Regions from separate parts of the Mus musculus genome. Here regions 2 and 3 are each linked to region 1. Evidence: chromatin contacts called from public Hi-C and promoter capture Hi-C data. All regions are on one chromosome and are shown on one strand. The core of a region is the stretch at or near the end of the contact, and the rest is flanking DNA. Distances in the headings are between cores, read along the strand shown.

Region 1 (2,881 bases), core at 233-2,732:
AAATGTATTAAAAAGCGCAAAAAAACAGGTGTGGTGGGGGAACAGAGGCTAGAAGTCTCCCTGAAAAAAATCAAGTCTTATTTCCTACTTCCCCCGTGTTTGGTCTGGGGAAGAACAATAGTGTTTGCTTAAGCATCTCATTCTGTTTTCAAAACCTTGCATGGTTGACTTGGGAACTGATAGAGAAAATGAAGCAAACAATACTCTGTAATCAACATTAACATCAAAGCTAGCTCTCTCCACTGTGGTCCCTGACCCAACCACGTTAATCTCCCAGGGTCTTGTTAAAACTGTAGGCTTGGGAGAGAAGTGGTTGTGGTGAGGGGTACCTTGGAGTAATTCTAAGTCTCTTGGGGTTAAGCCTGGAAGATTGGTGCTTTATGTATTAAGAGTCCTGGGGATCCGAAAGTAGAAAAATAATGATTTTTGTTAGTGACTCAGTATGGTTCTTACTTCAACACCTCCTCTTAAGGGAGGAAGTAGTGTGTGCATGTAGCTGGAATTTTAAATAATAACAGTTCAGGTGTGTGAGTATTTCATTAGACAGTCAGCTTCCATCCTTTATGCATCCTTTAAGCAGGTTGGTTTAGACAGGTGCACAATAAACGCCAGGCTATTAAACACAGGGACTCCAATATTTAAACCAATTCTTTTGAATTGTCTGGCTAGAAGCACATCCAGTCTGATAAAGTAGACAAAGCACGTGGAGTCTTGAAAAGTTCGACACCCCTTCGGTCCTCAGATGACTATTATTTAGCAATTGAGAGCACTATACTCCTTCTTTTGCCCACACCTATAAGGAGATGGACATGGCACGTACATCCCAGCACTTTTGACAGCTTTAAATGGTGTTTATTACGAGCAGGTATGGATGCTGGGAACAGTGCTTATACCGAGTCCTGGAAATGCTTATTAAACCCAGGAGATACAAGGAGTCTGCCATTAACCTCTCTGTAACTCAAGAGTAGTTATCAGGAGCCAATGAGGGAGAACAAGAGAATTGAAACACGTGGGAATATCGGACCACCAGGTAGCGGGTGTGTGTGTGGGGGGAGGCAGCCCTAGGGAGCTCTCAAGCCGAGGCCCCTCGGGGTCCCCGCGGCACGTGGCGGGCTCGGGCCGGAGCGTCGCGGCGGTGGGGGAGGGGAGCGGCATGAGCCCTGGAGGAGGGGTCTAGACTGCCCGGGATTCGTTTGAGCAGGCGCGGAGTGCGCAGGCTCGGCCCAGGCGCAACCAGTGCGCGTAAGACCGAGGGGTGAACCTCACTGCTGCGCGTCCGGGTCTCTGAGCAAGGGGCTAAAGTCCGCTTGTGCGCACCTCCGGACTGTGTGTGACTACCCGTAGAAACACTACTGTCGCCCTGGCCGGTGGCGTCCACTCCGTCCCGGTCGCTCCCTCCCGACCGTAGTTGTGGTGCCCCCCTCCGCGCAGCCGCAGTGGTCGCTCCCGCCTCGCAGCCCCGCCGCCCGGAGGCCTACCCCTGCCGAGTGTCGCGCGTCGGCGCCGCTGCCTATCCCGCTCTGTGCCCTACGGCCCTCCCGGCACCCGCCGCCGTCCCGCTCCGGGCTGCCCTTGCTCCGAGGGCTGCAGCACCGGCCGTCCCCGTCAGCCCTCTTGTCTGGCCGCCGGGCCGCGGCGGGCGGGAGCAGCCGGAGGAGGAGCCGCAGCCGGGAGGCGGCGGCCTGAGCCCATGGCGTACAGTCAAGGAGGCGGCAAGAAGAAAGTGTGCTACTACTATGATGGTGAGTGGCCGAGGAGCCTGCAGCCGGGATGCGGGGAGGGCGCGGCGGGGTGTCGGGGGTGGCAGCCCGCGGGGACACCAACACGGCCTACCCAGCGGTGGCGTCTCGGGGACGCCCGCCTTCGCTCCTCTCGGGTCCTCTCGGGCACACGCAGGTTTAGGGTGCACTGCCTCTGACCGGTCTCCCGAGGAACCCCAGTTGGCACCCTGGGCCTGACTGCACAAAGCTGGCGTCCTGGAGCTCCGCCCCACGTCCCTGTCCCCTCCCCCGCTCTCCCGGTCCCCCCTTCTCGCCCCCGATCTGTCCGCGCTGCGCTTCCAGCCTCACCCGGGACCCCGGCACCCGGGTGGGGCTGCGGAGGAGTTACTGCTGGCCGGTGGCCAAGTTCGCAGAGCGGCGCTGTCTCGCTGGTGTTTTGCGTGGACTACATCCCTCGCCTTTGTTCGCGTTCTTCGAGCTCCACTTTCTCAGGGTTCAAATGGAAGGGCTGCACTTCCTCGGTGACAATTAAGGGGTTTTGAGTTGGAAGTAGGTAGGTCGTTGGGAAGTGGTAGGAGAGAGGAAGCGTGCAGTTGTTCTTGTTTGATGGGTCCTGGCATGTCTCTATGGGAGGTTATTACCTCCCCCTTCTTTGTTGCTCTTTGTTCGATCTGCTATAATACCCTGCTCTGGGGGGTTAGGAAAGAACACCGGCATCTTGCTTAGGAACTCTTCTACTGTGGTGAAGACCTTGCTGCAGGAAACTTTGAGAAGTGGACTAAATATTCACAATGCAGTGAACGGTACAAGGTGACTGTAAGGATTTTCTAATTTGGAGTATAAGTAGTAATAGTCTCTGGGTTCAGTTACACCAAATGGAATGGTGCCCTGCCTATACAGATTTCACCCAAGACATCAATAGATAAACCATTGAGAGAAGTAATAAGGAAATTTGACAGAACTTTCGAAGCTCATTGATTGAACGCTTGATCTCCACAAAGCAATATGAAATTGGGAGCGTTTTCTGTAGTTGTATTGAAGTCACAGTGTTTGGAGAGGTAGATTAGAGAACTAGGCTGAATGAAACACTTAAACTTGTTAAAATAGTCGTGCATTTTCTTGGTTTGACAGAATCTTTTAATACAAGCTTTAAATAAAAT
Region 2 (2,881 bases), core at 180-2,679, 3.9 Mb after region 1:
TCTTTACCATATAATTTCACTCAATCTTTACAATAACCCCCCGATAAATATGTTTTTATACAGCTATCTTCATTGCACAACTGTACAAAAGAACGTTGTGTAATTTGAAAGTAGTGAAGCCAGGATTCGTGCCGAGTTCCTCAAAAACAAAACAGTGCCTGGCCGTGGCTCACTTCTAGTGAGGGTACAAATTCTAGTTTGAAAGTCTTGATCCAATATTATCTATGCTCTGAACTTATAACTGATCTAATAAGGCTACATCTTAGTCTACAAATTCAAACTTTCCTCCTCTCCTGAACTAATTTTATCCGACGGAGATAGGAAGGACAGGGGTTAGTGGAGAGCTGCTCCGTACTTCTAATCGTCAAGGAGGATGTGGGAAGAGATGTAAACGCTAGTTACATACTTCTCAGCGCCAAGGTAGACCAGCCTCTAACCCGAGACGAGCTGAAAGCAGTTCCTGAGCTTATTAGTGTCCAAAACACTTACCTTAACTGCCACCTCCGGAGCCGAGTCCACCGCCACGGTCAGAGAGAGCTTGGCTGAAGGCGATTTGGTCAAGTGCATGAGAGAGTCCGCGGCTGGCAGCGGACACCGACTGCCCTCACTGTCCGAATCCGATTCGGACCCCGAGCCCGAGCCATACGAAGCAGCTAGAGCTGCAATCGCAGCCGACATGACTGCAACAGATACTCTCTGCTAAGGCCAGGCCAAGGCGGAAGAAGCAGCGTCTCCCAGGTCCTGTCAGATTGTCATGGAACTCGATATTTACCTCCTTTAAAAAAAATCATTTATAACTTCTCGAAAAAAACTTTATTATTGAGATAACTGTATCAAAACTTGAGATTCACAAACATTTATCTAAAGAAGCACAAGGGATTACAACTATTTGTAACTTTCAGGACCTCGTTGATTAAAGACCCAGTCCTGAGATGTGTTTGAAGCCTCGAGGACCTTCACTCCCGGCGTACAGTGCGGCGAGGAGCTCGCGGCACCATGGGAAATGTAGTTTGGAGCGAGGAGGTGGAGCCCGGCAGAGGGGGCCTGCCTTCGACCCCGCCCCCAAGAGGATGCTTCATTCAATTGGATGTCATCTTCCCTCATTCCCGAGCCCAGCACCGTTCTCTCCGGCCCCCTCCCCCAAAGTGCGGATCGGGCAATACCACAGAGCCTCAGGACAGGGGGAAGCGCCGTCCTCTTGCCCACGGACGGGTAAGTGGGTGGATGCTCATTCTCCCACCATGCCGCCGTACGCCCTGCAGGGTTCGAGGGGAGAGTGCGAATCCTAAGTTCAGAGACCTGGGACCCGTCCGGTGCAGCTCCGGGGAAAGGTCGTGAGGCCAGGCGGAGAGCGCCCCGCGGCTCCCCCTGCTGCAGGCGCGGGTCCCCGCGCCCGGTTGTGGAGCGTCGCGCGGGGAGGGGGCGGCGCAGGGCAGCGGCTGCTCGCGGTGTTGTTCGCTCGCGCGTCGAGCGCACCGCGGCTCGGGCGAGCAGTGGGCGCCCCCGGCGGCATTCCCGGCGGCCCGGCGCCTCAGCCAGTGCCCGGCGCGGCTTCCATCCCGCAGCCCGACGCTCCCGAGGGGCTCCTGGTGGCGCCCCAGTGCGGAGCCGGACCGGCGGCAGCCGCCGAAGCATGTAGAAGGGGTACGGCGCGAGCCCCCCACGGTTTCGCGGTGAGCACGAGTCTCTCAGGATTTTGTCCCTTTTTTTTCTTCCCGGGGTCCTGACGAGGGAACTGTTCTCCACCGACCCGAGCCGAGAGGGGCGTGTGGATGAGCCGGGGTCTGCAGCGGCGGCGATGGATGGGCGCGCCGCCCCCGCCCCCATCCCGGGCTCCCCCGCGCCCGCCGCCCAGCAGCCCGGGCTGCGCGTGGAGGACGAGGCGTGGGATCTCGGGCGCGGGGACTGGCCCGAGGCTGCTCTGGGTGCAGCATCTGCGGCTCTCACCTGCGGCGCGGGGTTCGGGGCTCCGATCCCGCCGCTCCGCCCTTGTGCATCGGCGCCGGCGAAGGCTGCAGCCAGTCGCGGAGCCCTCGGCTCGCCCGGCGTGCCAGCGGTTCTGAAAAGCGAGCCCTGGCCGCGGGTCTTTGCGCCGCGGCTCTCTGCACGACCATGGTAAAGCGAGTGCGGGCATCCCTTTATATTCCAGTTTGGAAGAGAAGGCAGAGAGGGTGCTGGCTCTTTTGATGCCTGGAAATGGGGAGGTTCCTCGGGCAGAGTTAGGGAGACGCTTGCTGGGCTCTGATGTCGGCAGGACTCGCCCATTGTGCCACCCAGATAATTATTCAACTATGCAGCATCCATTGCACCTTTCCCATTTTTCTTTTCCCCTAGCTACAGCATGCCCCCTAGCTTCCGTAGACACCTTCTCTAGCACTTGCGGATGATGAACTAGAATAATGGTGAAAAGAAAGCTCATCGGATCCCAACATTCACGACCTGCCCTGTGACTGACTAATTAATACCTAGCTAGAATAGGTACTTTAATTCGACTCATTCTGACCCTATCCTTTACTATACAAAATGTGCCCGACATTCTATTTACATTTTTTTCTTGGTGTTCACATTAGCTAAGTCTTTATTTTCAGTAATCGGTGTGATTAGTTTATTAGTTGTTCAGTTGTACAAACATCCATTGACATTGTAAATTTAATTGGTAAACTTTCATTTTTCTAATTGTTGGGAGCCGCATAACACAAGTACAGATGCAGTCCCATTTGGAACTCACAGGAACAGTTTATCTTTGATCTAAGTTTCTGTTAGGGAAAGTATTTTTATTTATTTTGAATATTTGAATAACGTACTTATATATAAAATTTTCCGTTTTAATAAGAAAAGTTTTGTATTTGTAGAATATTTGAACATCCGATTTACTAATCAT
Region 3 (2,881 bases), core at 232-2,731, 3.0 Mb before region 1:
TGCCTGATCTCAAACCTTCTGAGCAGACAGGTCCCAAGTGGATCTATGCCTGATCACACGATGTAGGACAGTCAAAACACTGGCACACTGAAAATAGAAATACATACAGAGAAATATGTTTTAAAATACAAGCTATATATGACACAAACAAACTTTATGTTTAGTATTGTATTTCTACATATTCTAGATAAAGGATATTGTGCCTGAATGTCAAGATATCAGAGGTAATAATAAGAAAATTTATGAGTAAAACATTTCAACAAGGCATTGGTGATACACCCTTTTAATCTCAGCACTCCTGAGGCAGAGAGCAGGTGGATCTGTTAGTTGGAGGCCAGCCATAGCTGAGTTCCAAACCATTCAGGGCTGCATAGTGAGACTCCATCTCAAAAAACAATAATACAAGGCATTTCGTCCAACAGGTAGAAAAAAAAGTATATTTAATAAGTTGTCCATGTAAAATAAAGTAAAACAGAAGGCTAATGTTGATCAACATATTTACTTGCATGTAGTAGAATGAGGAGGGTAAATCCACCTTAGTTCACTTCAGAGCTTTATATGTGTCAAACTTAATACCACTGCTGTGGTTTTACATACATGGAAACCCTGGACCAGACAGGTCACTACAGTCAGATAACGATGGAAGGTAAACACCGCAGAGCCCAAAGGTAAAAGCTGTGAGCATTGTAGGAAAACAGCACTTACCGCCAAGATCTAGGAAACTGGGGTATAGACGCTGGTTTCATTAGGTTAGCTAACAGCTCAACCCTCGGAAGTTCATTTTCAAACGAGTTATGAGATTGATGGGCTAATGGGAGATGGACTACTTGTAGGGAGGTGCTAAAACAAAACAAAACCTTTTAACGCAATCACAAACCCAGACCTTCCCCTAGACTATCACCTGGCTGTCACGTATTTTAGTAATAGGAAGGAAAAACGAGGGCAACTATTCCCTTCATCTAATTTCAGCTTTACAAAATCTTTCTACATTTTCCTTTTTCTCGTTTCTCTTCAGACAGTAATAAGTTTCTGTTTCTAGAAGGAAGTTCTATCGATACCTAGTTTCGTTTCTTCCAAGGACTGGGGCACTGCAGATAAAGGACACACTACAAGTAAGGGGGGACCTTCGAAGGGCTAGCCTGGGTACGGGATGGCGAAGGTGGTAAGGCCCGAATCTGTCAAAGTTCTGAGCCAACGTCGCACCGGTGGGGCGCAGGGAACCGGACCTGCGGCCACCCGGAGCCGGCCTGCAGACCCGGACCCACGGCTAGACCGCCGCTCCTCCCCACCGCAGGAGCCAGCCACCGCCCGAAAGCGCGCCCCACACAGCCCGCCCGATCGCCAAGGACAGACCTCCCGAGACTGCCGCGCCGCGACCCAAAAGAGAGCCCAGGCCTCCAAGAGTCCTCCGCAGTCACAACAGACCTTCCTCACTGGCCAGAGAGGGTAGAGATCCCAGCATGCCCCGCTGCAGATCCGTCTGAGTTGCGGTGCATTGTGGGACTTGTGAGGGATTTTTGCAACTTTCGCTTGCACATCAGAGCATCACTGCCCCTCCCACCTTCCAGTTGCAGTTTCCACTCCAGATATGCTAAAACCGTAACTAGATTCTGAGTACATTTAAATGTCTGATTCTGCGGCAAACACCTGTTCCTGTTTACACAGTATCTGAGCTCTAAATTATGTTCTGCGGGTTAATTAAGACAAGTTCCTTTGTCAATATTACAAAGTTGCTTATCCAGTGTTAACAGTCTGTTTCTCCCTCTGGGGGATTGATCTACGAGGCAACTACGGACGTGTTTAAATATGAGGATGACATAATCTGACAAGTATAATATTTTTAAATTATTGGGTATCGTTGAACGTGATGCATGGAGGAAATACTATTTCCTTTAGTAGAATTCCTTCTTTTAGTAAAAAAAAAAAAAAATTCGAAGTCATTGTAAGAGTGAAAGTACTCTTACAGAACATTTTCAAGCTAAAAATGAGCACATTAGCAGTTAACCATTAGCTGCGAGGCCAACAACAATGAAATCATTTCTCCAGAGGTATAAAAACGTTCAGAAAACAGAACTTTGTGGAATGTCTAAACAAGGGGCAACTAAAACTCTGCTTCCAGATTTCCTCCTTCATCAGCTTCCCACTTGACTCGTCTTTTCCTCCAAGACAGTATTAGTTAACGAAAAAAGATGAACTGGCCATCTTCTGTAACCAGGTTGTTATGCCCAGTTTGCGGGAACCCCAGGAGACTGCCAGAAATTGGAAGACCAAATGTAATATACAAAGAGTTTTTATTAACCGGGACCCGGTTCGCTATCTTTCCCAATGCACAGTGACCCCTAAATCTAGGGGTTTAAGGTATATATAGGAGGATGCATAAACTGGGGCTCTCAACCCCTGGTGTTACATGATTGGGAAGAGGAAAAGAGAACCGATAGTATTTGTTCAGACAGGGAGGAGGAATTGCGCAGCTGGAACAAGACCTTTTTGACCTGGGAAGACATAACTTATCAAAGACCAGCGTGTTTTTATAACGCAGTCACAGCTGCCTGAGAATGAGTGGACTTTATCACTTCGAGAATACTAACTCCTGTCTCCTTCAAAGGTCGGAGCCATCTGTGCTTGGGAGAGTGCTTTTATGAAGGAAGGATCACAATATTCCGGCGCCAGATTGGGCTCTCTTTTGTCTGCCCTCTTCATAAGGCCTGAAGCATCTATGTTAGGGGAAAGGGGTACTAACTGCTCTGGCTGCATGCAGGGACAGGAGAGTGCAGTATTTGACGCGCAGAGATTGGGGCAGGTTTCCTGTGTTTCTTCACAGGCAAAGCTTCCAGTGGAGGACAGGAACACCAATGCAGCTACAAAACCTGCTACCTACAAC

Evidence for each region. Promoter capture Hi-C pulls out the DNA fragments that hold promoters and counts their contacts. A called contact is a pair of places that touch in the nucleus more often than the background predicts.
Region 2: a Hi-C map of CD4 T cells shows a contact between it and region 1, with 4 times the contacts expected there. The contact joins the promoter of Wasf1 here to the promoter of Hdac2 in region 1. A contact is called at or near these places in 1 of 39 promoter capture datasets (pre-B cells) and 1 of 484 Hi-C or Micro-C datasets (CD4 T cells).
Region 3: a contact with region 1 is called in a promoter capture Hi-C map of pre-B cells. The contact joins the promoter of Zup1 here to the promoter of Hdac2 in region 1. A contact is called at or near these places in 2 of 39 promoter capture datasets (cranial neural crest and pre-B cells).

What each region holds. Positions count from the first base shown.
Region 1 is chr10:36,973,062-36,975,942 of GRCm38.p6, forward strand. It overlaps Hdac2 (histone deacetylase 2), which reads left to right and starts at 1,483. Exons shown (of 14, transcript NM_008229.2): 1 at 1,483-1,742. The coding sequence starts at 1,691.
Region 2 is chr10:40,882,398-40,885,278 of GRCm38.p6, forward strand. Wasf1 (WAS protein family, member 1) reads left to right here and starts at 1,430. Exons shown (of 9, transcript NM_001379453.1): 1 at 1,430-1,673. It overlaps Cdc40 (cell division cycle 40), which reads right to left and starts at 746. Exons shown (of 15, transcript NM_027879.2): 1 at 490-746. The coding sequence starts at 678.
Region 3 is chr10:33,949,778-33,952,658 of GRCm38.p6, forward strand. Zup1 (zinc finger containing ubiquitin peptidase 1) reads right to left here and starts at 1,482. Exons shown (of 11, transcript NM_001359455.1): 1 at 1,354-1,482; 2 at 1-87.